Regions from separate parts of the Triticum aestivum genome. Here region 2 is linked to region 1. Evidence: chromatin contacts called from public Hi-C data. All regions are on one chromosome and are shown on one strand. The core of a region is the stretch at or near the end of the contact, and the rest is flanking DNA. Distances in the headings are between cores, read along the strand shown. Region 1 holds the start of LOC123092728 (protein TPR3). Region 2 holds the start of LOC123092730 (patatin-like protein 7).

Region 1 (5,388 bases), core at 2,530-5,029:
CATCATCTCATAACTAACTCATTAGTTACAATGCTTGCAAGGCTTAGGTGATGAGTATTACCGAGAGGGCCCAGAGATACCTCTCCGACAATCGGAGTGACAAAACCTAATCTCGAAATACGCCAACTCAACATGTACCTTCGGAGACACCTGTAGTACTCCTTTATAATCACCCAGTTACGTTGTGACGTTTGGTAGTATCCAAAATGTTCCTCCGGTATGCGGGAGTTGCATAATTCTCATAGTTACAGGAACATGTATAAGTCATGAAGAAAGCAATAGCAGTATACCAAACGATCAAGTGCTAGGCTAACGGAATGGGTCATGTCAATCACATCATTCTCCTAATGATGTGATCCCGTTAATCAAATGACAACTCTTTTGTCCATGGTTAGGAAACATAACCATCTTTGATAAACGAGCTAGTCAAGTAGAGGCATACTAGTGACACTATGTTTGTCTATGTATTCACACATGTATTATGTTTCCGGTTAATACAATTCTAGCATGAATAATAAACATTTATCATGATATAAGGAAATAAATAATAACTTTATTATTGCCTCTAGGGCATATTTCCTTCAGTGCGCACGGGGTCACCTGGGACTTCCTGTTTTGCTGCTGTTGCACTCCGTCTTGATTCATACGGCCTTGGGGTGGTCCTCCTTCTCCTTGGGGATGTTCCACTTCATACCTAAGGAGGCATAGCATATCTTGGTGAGGTAGCAAACATGTTACATTCGTGTCCACATGCAAGTCTAGTAGGAAGGAGTTCACCTCGGTTTCGAGAGCACGTGCTCTAGCTCTTGTCATGGGTCCTCGTGGGGTTGGATGTGTCGATGTAGAGTCCATGGGGATGATGGAAGGATGCTCCGCATCACTTCGTAAATCTCAAAATGATATGCCGGCTCAGTCTTTCAAAGGTGCTCATAGGGATAGGGTGTGCGTGTGTGCGTTCATAGGGGTGAGTGTATGCACGTGTATATGAGCGCTTGTGTCTGAACTAATGTTCAAAAAAAACATCACACGTCCTTTTTCTCGAGGTAAAAGGGAATTTATTGACTCAAAAAGGGGATTGTCCAGATTACAAAGGTGGGGTATATCGTCCGGCCCACGACCGAATCAAACATGTCCTTACAAACACACACATACAAAATTTAATAATTCATATCAAAATATTTTGTGGTGCCCAAGTCTCCTTTCTTATGCATCCATCGGCAACGCGCCGTGAGCATACATTGATGTTGTCTTTTGATCTTCACCTAGGGGGAGCAAATTTTTTAACCCGTGAGTTTGTAGAAACAGTGGTCGAAAAGTCATTGATGTAGATCAGCGATCTACGAAGCAAATGGTCATAAGACCGTTCTAAGATAAGGGGAGATCCTCGGGGGGTAAAGTGTGAGCATCTTATATGTGATCCGACGGATCCAGCAGAGAGAAGCAGCGTTCCATTATTTTCAGCGACATCCTTCTGCATTGGCGCCGGGTGGCTCGGAGAAGAAATGCATATAAGGACTTGTAGAAATTCTGAAGACAACAAAACCAACTAAATTCAGTTGGATCCAGCGAAAACCTAAATTGATCGGATCTCAAAGGACCTGCCGGAGAGACAGCTCCACGCCTACCTATGATAAGAACGCCAATAAAACAAAAAAAACGGGGATCACATTATTCCTACAGTGAAACAACAACACCGCCTTGTTCCTCCAAACCAAACTCGAAGACTCCCTAAAGAAAATCTGGAAATAAACACTCATGTTGCTTCACGTCAAGTGCATGTCTTATGTCTAGCTCGTCGCCGTCTAGGACCAAGCACTAACTCCCTCTTCTCTAGTGACCTAGCTAGGCTAGGCCGTTGCTGAAGATCGACGCCCTGGATCAACACTTCTGCCATTGAGCACTGCCTGACAAAGACTGCCACCCAAGAACACATCTCCTTTGCCACCCCGCATCAACCCTTCAACTCCTCCACAAGCAGGCCGCCCGTCGATCAGGACCTTCCTGTCGACGCCGACGCTGACGAACTTTGCCCGGAGACGCGTGTTGGCGGCCATAGGAGGGGAATAAATGGGGTGGCGGCTAGGGTTTTGGTCGTTCACCTCTTGGTCCTCTTTTATTTTTTGCGAGAACACCCGTTACTGGTGGCAAAATACTCACCTGTTCTGAATTAGTTGTCTTAGAGAGGTTAATGTTGATGGAAGTTTCTTGGAGGAGAGTAGCAGCAGAGCATGGAGGGTTGTGGTTCGAGATCATCATGAAGAATATTTCTATGTGCCTGGGACTATATCCTGCGGTACAAAGGAGCAGATTTCGCGGAAGCTACTGCTTGTCTAGAAGGACTATGAAAAGTGGTGTCGTGTACTGACCTCCATTTAGTTGTCGAGACAGACAACAACTTGGTGGCAAAGGCGCTCGACCCCGTATGTGTGGATAGATTGGAAATTGGAGAGATTAAAGGAATTTTATGCCATCAAGCATAGAAACAAATAAGTTAAAGTTTGTAAAGTAGATAGGAAGGTCAATAGTTTAGCCCATAGTCTTGCCCAGTTTGGGCGTAGAGAGTTGTTGTTGATGTTATGCAAGAGACAGTGCCAACCTGCGTGTTGAGTGTGGCCTTACAAAATTGTAAGAACAATGTTTCCTCTTTTAATTAATACAACTCTGATTTAGAAAAAAAATACTCACCTTTTTGAATTAATTGTCTTAAATTTGTCTACATACAGGGCATCTAGATATGAATGCATCTAGATACGTTCTAGAAAAATACGGATGAATCTACCGTTAGGTAAATCCGTACCTAGACAAATTTACGGCAACAAATTTAGGACAGAGGTAATATATGGATAATAAAACACAATTAAATATTTGTGAACGAAATGTCAAATCCTGATATCTTAATTTGTCTTGCCTTACGTGTTTTCCTTGATAATAGTAAGAAATAGAAAAGGCCGATTTTATTTGAGAGAGGAGAGCATTAAAAGGCGTCTTTTAGTTGTTGGGTACAGACTGGACACGTCTTCATTAAAAGCAAATCCAAACGCGGATTCCCTTGCGCTAATGGCGATGGAGCCCGATGGACCCTACCACTACCTCCCGCGTCTGATCAGCCTATCACACAGCGCTTATCAGATGCGATAAGCTGATAAGCGGATCGAGAGAGGCAGACGAGCAGATCGATAAGCATTCACTCTTATCAGTGGCAATACGAGAATTTCCTATAAATAGGAGCGCGAGGTGGTTGCCCCTCCTTGCCCTAGCCCCCAACAACCCATTTCCTCTCCCCACAGCTCTTCTCCGGTCCCTCCAGCTACAAAGCTCCGTAAGTGCAGCACAGCCTCTGATTTTGCTTTTCGTTCGGAATTATGCAGTTGTTGGCTGGATATTTTTGATTCGAATTCGATCCTGGAATTTTTATGCGGGGGCAAAGGAGTTCGTTCTGCGTATACCCATGCCAACAAAGATCCGGCAGCAGGATCGGAAAGGAGCCCTAGCTTTCCACGGGCCCGATTTCTGGGTTTGGATCTGCATTTCTGGGCGAGTTTTTCTATGCCGTGTTCAAAATCGTCGAGATATGTGCGTATATATATGGCAGGTTCCGAAACAGATCTAGGGTTTGGGGCGAACGCGTGCAGCGAACGTAAGGCGTGTTTTTTTTTTCTTTCCTGTCCATGTAACGATAAAGATATTTTATCCTGCACGTTCTCATATGTCGTTTGGGGAGTGTGCGAGTATATATAGACGCGCAGGGGAGGGGAGAGGGGGGTTCCATTATCGTCTCGTCTCGTCCGATATAAATAGAGGAATTCTGCTCCCCACCCCCGTTCCCTTTGTTGACTTACGATACTGCCCCTTGCCTCAGTCTCATCCTCCCGGCTCTCTCGGTCCTCTCGCGATAGAGCCCCGCCCCGCCCCGGCCGCCCCCCCAAATCGGAAGCCGCGCAGCCCCCGGATCTCCGCCGCCGGGCGCCCCGCCGACCCGCGCCGCCTCGAGCCCTCCGCCGGCCCCGCTCTGCTCGCCCGGCGCGGGGCGGAGCGGAGGAGATCCGAGCCGGGGAGGTTCCTTCCGCTGGTAAAGCCCTAACCCGCCTGGATCGATCTCGCTTTTGATCTGTTTTTTTCCCGTCGTATGTTGTTTCCGCCGCGGCTGGGCTGTGAGCGATCGTGAACTGAACCTGGAATCGGAATCTTATTCCGCAGTGGGGGTCCTGCGCCCCCGTAGGCTAGGTCTACAGCCGAGTTGCATCCGCCGCCTGGTGGGTGAGTCGGGGAAGCGAGGATGTCTTCTCTCAGCCGGGAGCTCGTCTTCCTCATCCTGCAGTTCCTCGATGAGGAGAAGTTCAAGGAGACCGTCCACAAGTGAGTGATTCAAACTCCAAAAATTAAAAAAAGGTCAAAAATTGGTGCTGTTCGTTTGTCTAGCGTTGCTCACTTGGAACCTGCCCTTGTCGCCGTTTAGGCTCGAGCAGGAGTCTGGTTTCTACTTCAACATGAAGTACTTCGAGGACGAGGTGATCAATGGGAATTGGGATGAGGTGGAGCGCTACCTCGGGGGCTTCACCAAAGTCGACGACAACCGCTACTCGATGAAGATATTCTTTGAGATCCGCAAGCAGAAGTATCTCGAGGCCCTCGACAAGTAAGTGCAAGGGGAAGAGATGTCTTTATATGATTGTAAATGCTGGACCGCCTTCATGACTATGGTTTCCTTTTCTGCCAGGCATGATCGGTCCAAGGCGGTTGAAATCTTGGTCAAGGATTTGAAGGTGTTTGCATCCTTTAATGAGGAGCTGTTTAAGGAGATCACACAGCTATTGACTCTGGAGAACTTCAGGTAAAATCTGCGTGATTGCATTCATTTGTAACATTAGGTTCTTGCCATCATTCGTGTGGCTCTTAACCGTTACTGGATTGCTCAGTGATTGGTTCCTGCTTTTATTATTGATAGAGAGAATGAGCAGCTCTCCAAGTATGGTGATACAAAATCTGCAAGAGCAATAATGCTTGTTGAGCTGAAGAAGCTGATCGAAGCTAACCCCTTGTTCCGTGACAAGCTTCAGTTTCCCAATCTGAAGAGTTCTAGATTACGGACACTTATCAACCAGAGGTATCACATAAAGAAACATAATATTCTTGGCACCCTTACTCTCTGTTGTATGGGCATCTTATGTATTCTTATATGCTGCTTGCTGCTAAACTGATGATGCTAGTTATAGATCTAGGTGAACATTCTTTAATCCAATAAAATTACTTAACCCTCATGAGAGGATTTTAATTCTCATTTTATCCTTTGTAAAACTGATCCAGTAGAATGTTATATGCTAGCGAGGCTGTGCCCCACATTCTGCTCTCCCCAATTTTATTTAAACCAACCATGCTTGGTTAGGAAAA
Region 2 (5,590 bases), core at 1,706-4,205, 730 kb after region 1:
TCTCATCCCTCTCCTTCTAACGAGACACCATACAACAAATCCCACCATATGCATGGTTCCCCCCTACTCTCTCTTCTTCCAACCAGATTAATTTGTGTTTTGCATGGGCAGCATGGCTCACTCCGGCATCATGTCCGCGGACCACGCCCGTACATAAAAAAAGCCTTTCTTCAGTCAAGCACAGACTCAGTTTTTATTTTATTTTTAGGGTTTTTTTTTTTTGCCGGGGAGCACGAACTCAGTTCGATCCTCTTAGCATCATGCGTATATACGGTTATCAGTAACCGGGAGGAAAAGGCTAGAACTGTTTGCAGCATGTTGTAACAAAAAAACATTACCTGATTTGGTAACTTAATTAAGAACCCATGCCAATATGCTTGATTTAGTTCGCTTGGAGGAATCTTTATGCTCTTGGATGAAAAGCATGCCCCGGTCAGCATCAAGACAGTGATAGGACATATACATCTACAGGGTTCTCTTTCACTTCTTCAAGAAAGGGATCTCCGAGATGTCTGTTTCGATCAGTTATGCGTCCCCTAATGCAGTGTAGACGTGGACTCCGTGCGCTTTAAGACGTGGACTCAACTATGAGATTAATAGACATCGACGGGATGCAGAAGACGGAAGTATTTTTTTTGTGTCCCGTGCAAGTCATACCATAAAATGAGCGTTCAAATGGAACAGACTTCATCCAGCTGACAAATATCATTTGGTAATTGGAAATGAAAATTCGCAGGGCTAGATTAGACGAACTCTGGAGAATTTATTTATGTTCGGAGGAGGCCCATGCTTGCAGTACCGCAGCAGCTGTATCCACTGCTTTTCAGCGGATTATATCGCAACCCAAACGCCCACATCAGCCGGGGCATAATTCTGCATTCAGGAGGCAGCTACATATATATCCTAAGTCGAAGTGAAAGCTAAGAATCTGGAGTATATCGCGGATGTTCCTTCCAATATTTTACCCTTCGAATTTCCCAATGGCAAATGCTTCAGGTAGCCAAGCCATGCCACACTGACACTGCCACGTAAAAAGTGCAGCGGAATTCCGTCGAAAGCAAGAAGCGAGGAGAGGCCTACAACATGTCGTCGACCCTTGCTCCACAGCACGGCAGTGCACGGCCGCCAGCGTAGCTCAGCCCAGCGCCGGCGACTGCTTGAACGCGACGGTGGGCGCGATCCGGGAGCCCCTGCCGCGGTGCTCGGCGACGAGCTCGGCGGCGAACCACTCCAGCTTCTCCGCGTTGGTCTGCTCCCCGATCCGCCTCCCCTCGAACAGCACCGACTCCACGTTGCGCTGCTTCATCGTCTCGTCCGCCACCGCGAGCAGCGCCTGCACGTTCGCCTGCGTCGGGTCGTACTCCCCGTCCGGCCCGCACGGCGGCATGCTCTCCCGCTTCGCCTGATCACGCCAGAGTTAATAATATCCAAGGAAACAGCCGTGCAGGCGGAACATGCCATAAATGGCGGGCGGGCCGAGAATTTGCTTGCTCACCTGAATGCGCAGGTAATTGGACGAGTGGCATTGCCCGAAGGCGCGTGCAACGGCGTGGTCCACGAGGTCGGCGGCGCCATCGGCCGCGATGCGGGCGATGGGGCGGGCCCACTCCTTGGGGCCCCACCGGCGCATGCGCATGATGTCGGCGTCCGCGGTGGCTCCGGAGCCGCCCGCGCCGGAGCAGCCGCCGATGGAGAGAACGAGGAGGTCCTCGACGCCGCGCACGAACGGGAACTCGTGCTTGTTGTGCAGCACGTGCGTGATGGCAGCGGCGGCCGGGCTGCCCATGGTCGGCCCGCCGTCCACCGCGGCGCAGGATGTCACGCCATCCACCGACGCCACCTCGGCCGGCTCGAAGCGGCCGGGCTCCGACCAGGCCGCGCGGCCGACGTCGGAGAGGCGGAAGTCGTAGCTCCCGCTCTCCAGGGCGTCGGCGCGCGAGAACAGGAGCGGCGCGCACGACTTGAGGTCATAGCAGGAGATTAGCACGGGCTTGATGGTGTCCCGCAGGGTGAGCTCCTCGCCGAACGCGGCCTTCATGGCCACGCTGAGCGCCGCCGTGGGCGCAGCAAGCGGGCGCTTCTTGGCGCGGCAGAAGAGGGAGGTGGAGCCAGCGGGCCTGCGGAAGAGCCTGAGCGCGTGGTCCGCCACCAGGCGCCAGGTGTCCTCGGCGCGGAACAGCGGGGCGCCGCGCGAGTGGGTCGAGAAGAGCATCGCGGCGAAGACGCCGCCCGCGCCCGTGCCGGCCGCGAGGTCGAAGTAGTCGGCGACGCGCGCGTCGGGGCTCCCGGACGCGCGCTGGAGCGCGGCCTCGAGGTGCGCGAGCGCGCGGCCGGCGAGCAGCGCCCTCAGCCCGCCGCCGCCACCATCAACGCAGAGCACGCACACCTTCCCGCGCTGAGCCGCCTTCACCGGGACCGCCAGGGCCGCCTGCGACGCCTGCGCCGGCGGCGGCGGCTTGGGCAGCCAGAGCTGGTGCGGGTCCGTGTAGCCGAAGAGGAACTTGCTCTCGAGGATGGAGAAAATCTCGTAGTTGAGCTTGTCGGCGTCGGCGCCCCCGTGCTCCGCGTCCTCGTGCACCCTCTCCACCTGCATCTCCTCGGCCTCCTCCATGCCTGCCCTACCCTCCCAGCTAGTCTAGGCTAGCAGACCCCTCCCGGTCAACAAATTCTCGGCGGAATCCCTCCCCTACGCAGAACGGAAAAGCAACGTGAGGGGAAACAAAAACAGGATCTCGCGAGGATTCGCAAGGATAGCGCGAAGACCAGCCCGGCTGCTCGCTTTAGTTCTTGTCTCTCGCTCTCTCTTTTGGTGTCGCCGCGGTCTGTTTACGGCGCCACGCTCGCCAGTGGCGCCTTTTGATTCTTGCGCGCTGCAGAGCACGCGAAGAAAGGAAGGAGCCCAAAGAGAAAGGTGCGCGAGTTATAGAGAGAGCCACGGCCAAGGAAGCTAACGGAGGCGAGAAGAGGAGGCAGAGGTCGTCGTCTTGTCTCTCTTCACCCTCTGCTGCACCGGTAACCGATGGACAGAACACTCCTGCCTGGCCGTCGGCTGGACGCGCCTCACCTGGTCCACCGGCGTGGGCCTGTCTGCACCGTCCATTCCTGCTCGAGATTGGCGATACGGGGTGGGGCATGTGGGCGGAGTGCACCGATGCTGGCGTGGTGGCGCGGTCGTCAAACTGGCTGTGGCTGGGTTCCAGGGTTGAATAAACAAACGGACAAATATGTACAGACGTGCTACTGCTAGTCCTACTCATTAATTAATTAACCAGCGAACGAGGGGCGGGAAAAGCGAAGGAGGAAATGATTAGTAGTACATTATAAATAAAAACACTCATAAAAAAGGGTTTCGAGGGCAGCGTAATGGGGAACAAATCATGATTGCGGCCGTTCCAGGGGCTGGGACTGGGTTAACCCCGCGCCACTGACGCTGCACCAGGTCCATGGCTGCGTGACATGCAACGGGAGTGGAGCGCGACCCAGACAATGGAAAAAGTCCATTTTAAACCCTGAACTTGTAGAGGTTAGGCGAAACGAACTCTCAAGTCCAAATCCCGGTCATTTCAACCCTGAACTGTATAATCCCGGTCTAGATCAAACCTTGACGAATGTCAACCGGGATTTCTCTGACTGGGCTCTGCTGGGCCACCCCATTTGTTTTTTTTTGTCTGCAAAAAAATTGTCTTTTTTTTCTGTTACACGGGAGCTCGACCCGACGCATGCAGTGACACCTAGCTGGGCCGGCCCATGGTGTACAATAGCGTCCGTACTAGCGTAACAATTATTCTCAAAAAAAAAGTAGCATAACAATTTGATTGTCGAAAAAGATAAAACAACAAGTCCTACGATTCGAACTACGAACCTGTAGATCCGAAGGAGACTTGCTAAACCAGTCAACCTAACAAGCCTGTGTTACCAAACTGGAGTGCGCAAGTTTAAGAAAAAAAGTTAAACGCAGAATCAGGGCGGGTTTTTTGTATCCTTTCCTGCATTTTAAAAAAAAGAGTAATGTTTGAAAATCTGACAATTGTTGAACGCGTGAATCTTTTCCCAAAGAAAGTGATTTTTTCCCAAATCCATTGAATTTTCTTTTGAAAAACTGTGAGCTTATTTTCAAAATCATTGTACTCTTTCTAAATCTGTGAACATTTTTTTCAAAAATTGTAAACTTTTTTTATTTTAAAAATCTGGTTCACGAGGTTCTTATTTTTTGTTTGCTACTTCCTACTAAGTGGCCACCGGTTTTATATGGTTCGAAATAATTCAAGCACTGTTGACCATGGAGTGTACCCGTCCTCCGCAATGGGCCGCCCCATTTTTTCTGTTGCACTGCTAAAGAAATGCGAGCACCTTTTTTATGTAATGCGTGAACCTTTTCTCAATATGTTTGTTTCAAATTCATGAATCTTGTTACAAAACCCGTGGACCTTTTAATATACATTGAACATTTTTTTGATACACAACGAAAATTTCTTATATACACATTAAACATTTTTGTGATATACGCTAAACAATTTGTAAATACATAACAAACACTACAGTGATATGTGCTAAACAATTTGAAAATACACAATGAACGTTACTGTGATGAATACTGAACAATTTGAAAATACATATTGAACATTTTTTTCATATACACCGAACATTTTTTTCTTATATGCTGAACATTTTTAAGTACATAAATGAATATATTTTTAATATACGAACATTTTCTTAAATATATGATGAACATTTTCTTAATACCTGATAAACTCTTGTATAATACACAAAAAAGAAGAGTAGTAAAAATAAACAGAAGAAACACAGCTTGTTCATCATATTAAAGTATTATTAATGATTAAAAATACACAATGAAACATTTCCTTGTAATGTATTAATGGAAGAAAAAGAAAAAGGAAAAAAAAGATAAAGCCAGAAACAACACGAAAGAACCAGAAATGAAAAGGCAGAAAGAACATGCAAAAACCAGAAAAAAAACAAAAAGATAAAATAAAACAAAAAGTCAACAGCAGAAACGAACTAAAAACAAAACAGTGAACGAGCAATATGCGCTGCTGCGAAATGGGCCGGCCCACCCGCGGGCGCTGTGGGGTGTAGCCACTGCTGTTGGCTGCCCACGGGCGGCAAATAGGAAACCGCCACCAATCCTGGCCATTCTTTGCATTCCCTGTCTGGCAAACGGATCCAGGGTCTGATTTAGACCGGGATTATACAGTTCAGGGTTGAAACGACCGGAATTTGGACTTGAGGGTTTGATTCGTCAAAGCTCTACGAGTTTAGGGTTTAAAATGGACTTTTTCCCCAGACAAGGGCACAGCACTCGACCGCGCCCGCACTTTGCTGTGTCGTGCGGGCAGCGGTACGTACGTACGCACGCATTTCTTTTCCCTTTTCCTTTTATTTCTTTGCTGAGAACTGTCGGAGGCGGCAACAGCAGCAGTACTTCTGCAAAGACATGTCAGTCAGTCAGTGTGTATGCTTTGCTCCAGTGCAATACTCCTACTGCCAGCTGTAGTTTTTTCTTTTTCCTTTTTACTGCCTCCTTGAAAGGCTGGTGGGAGCCGAGGAATAGACCTGCATGCCTACTACA

The links. A called contact is a pair of places that touch in the nucleus more often than the background predicts.
Region 2: a Hi-C map of leaf shows a contact between it and region 1, with 3 times the contacts expected there. The contact joins the promoter of LOC123092730 here to the promoter of LOC123092728 in region 1. A contact is called at or near these places in 2 of 5 Hi-C or Micro-C datasets (both in leaf).

Annotation. Positions count from the first base shown.
Region 1 is chr4B:463,487,838-463,493,225 of IWGSC CS RefSeq v2.1, forward strand. It overlaps LOC123092728 (protein TPR3), which reads left to right and starts at 3,780. Exons shown (of 27, transcript XM_044514549.1): 1 at 3,780-4,069; 2 at 4,198-4,356; 3 at 4,457-4,636; 4 at 4,718-4,831; 5 at 4,946-5,104. The coding sequence starts at 4,277.
Region 2 is chr4B:464,219,596-464,225,185 of IWGSC CS RefSeq v2.1, forward strand. LOC123092730 (patatin-like protein 7) reads right to left here and starts at 2,956. Exons shown (of 2, transcript XM_044514550.1): 1 at 1,496-2,956; 2 at 697-1,402. The coding sequence starts at 2,611. The coding sequence ends at 1,136.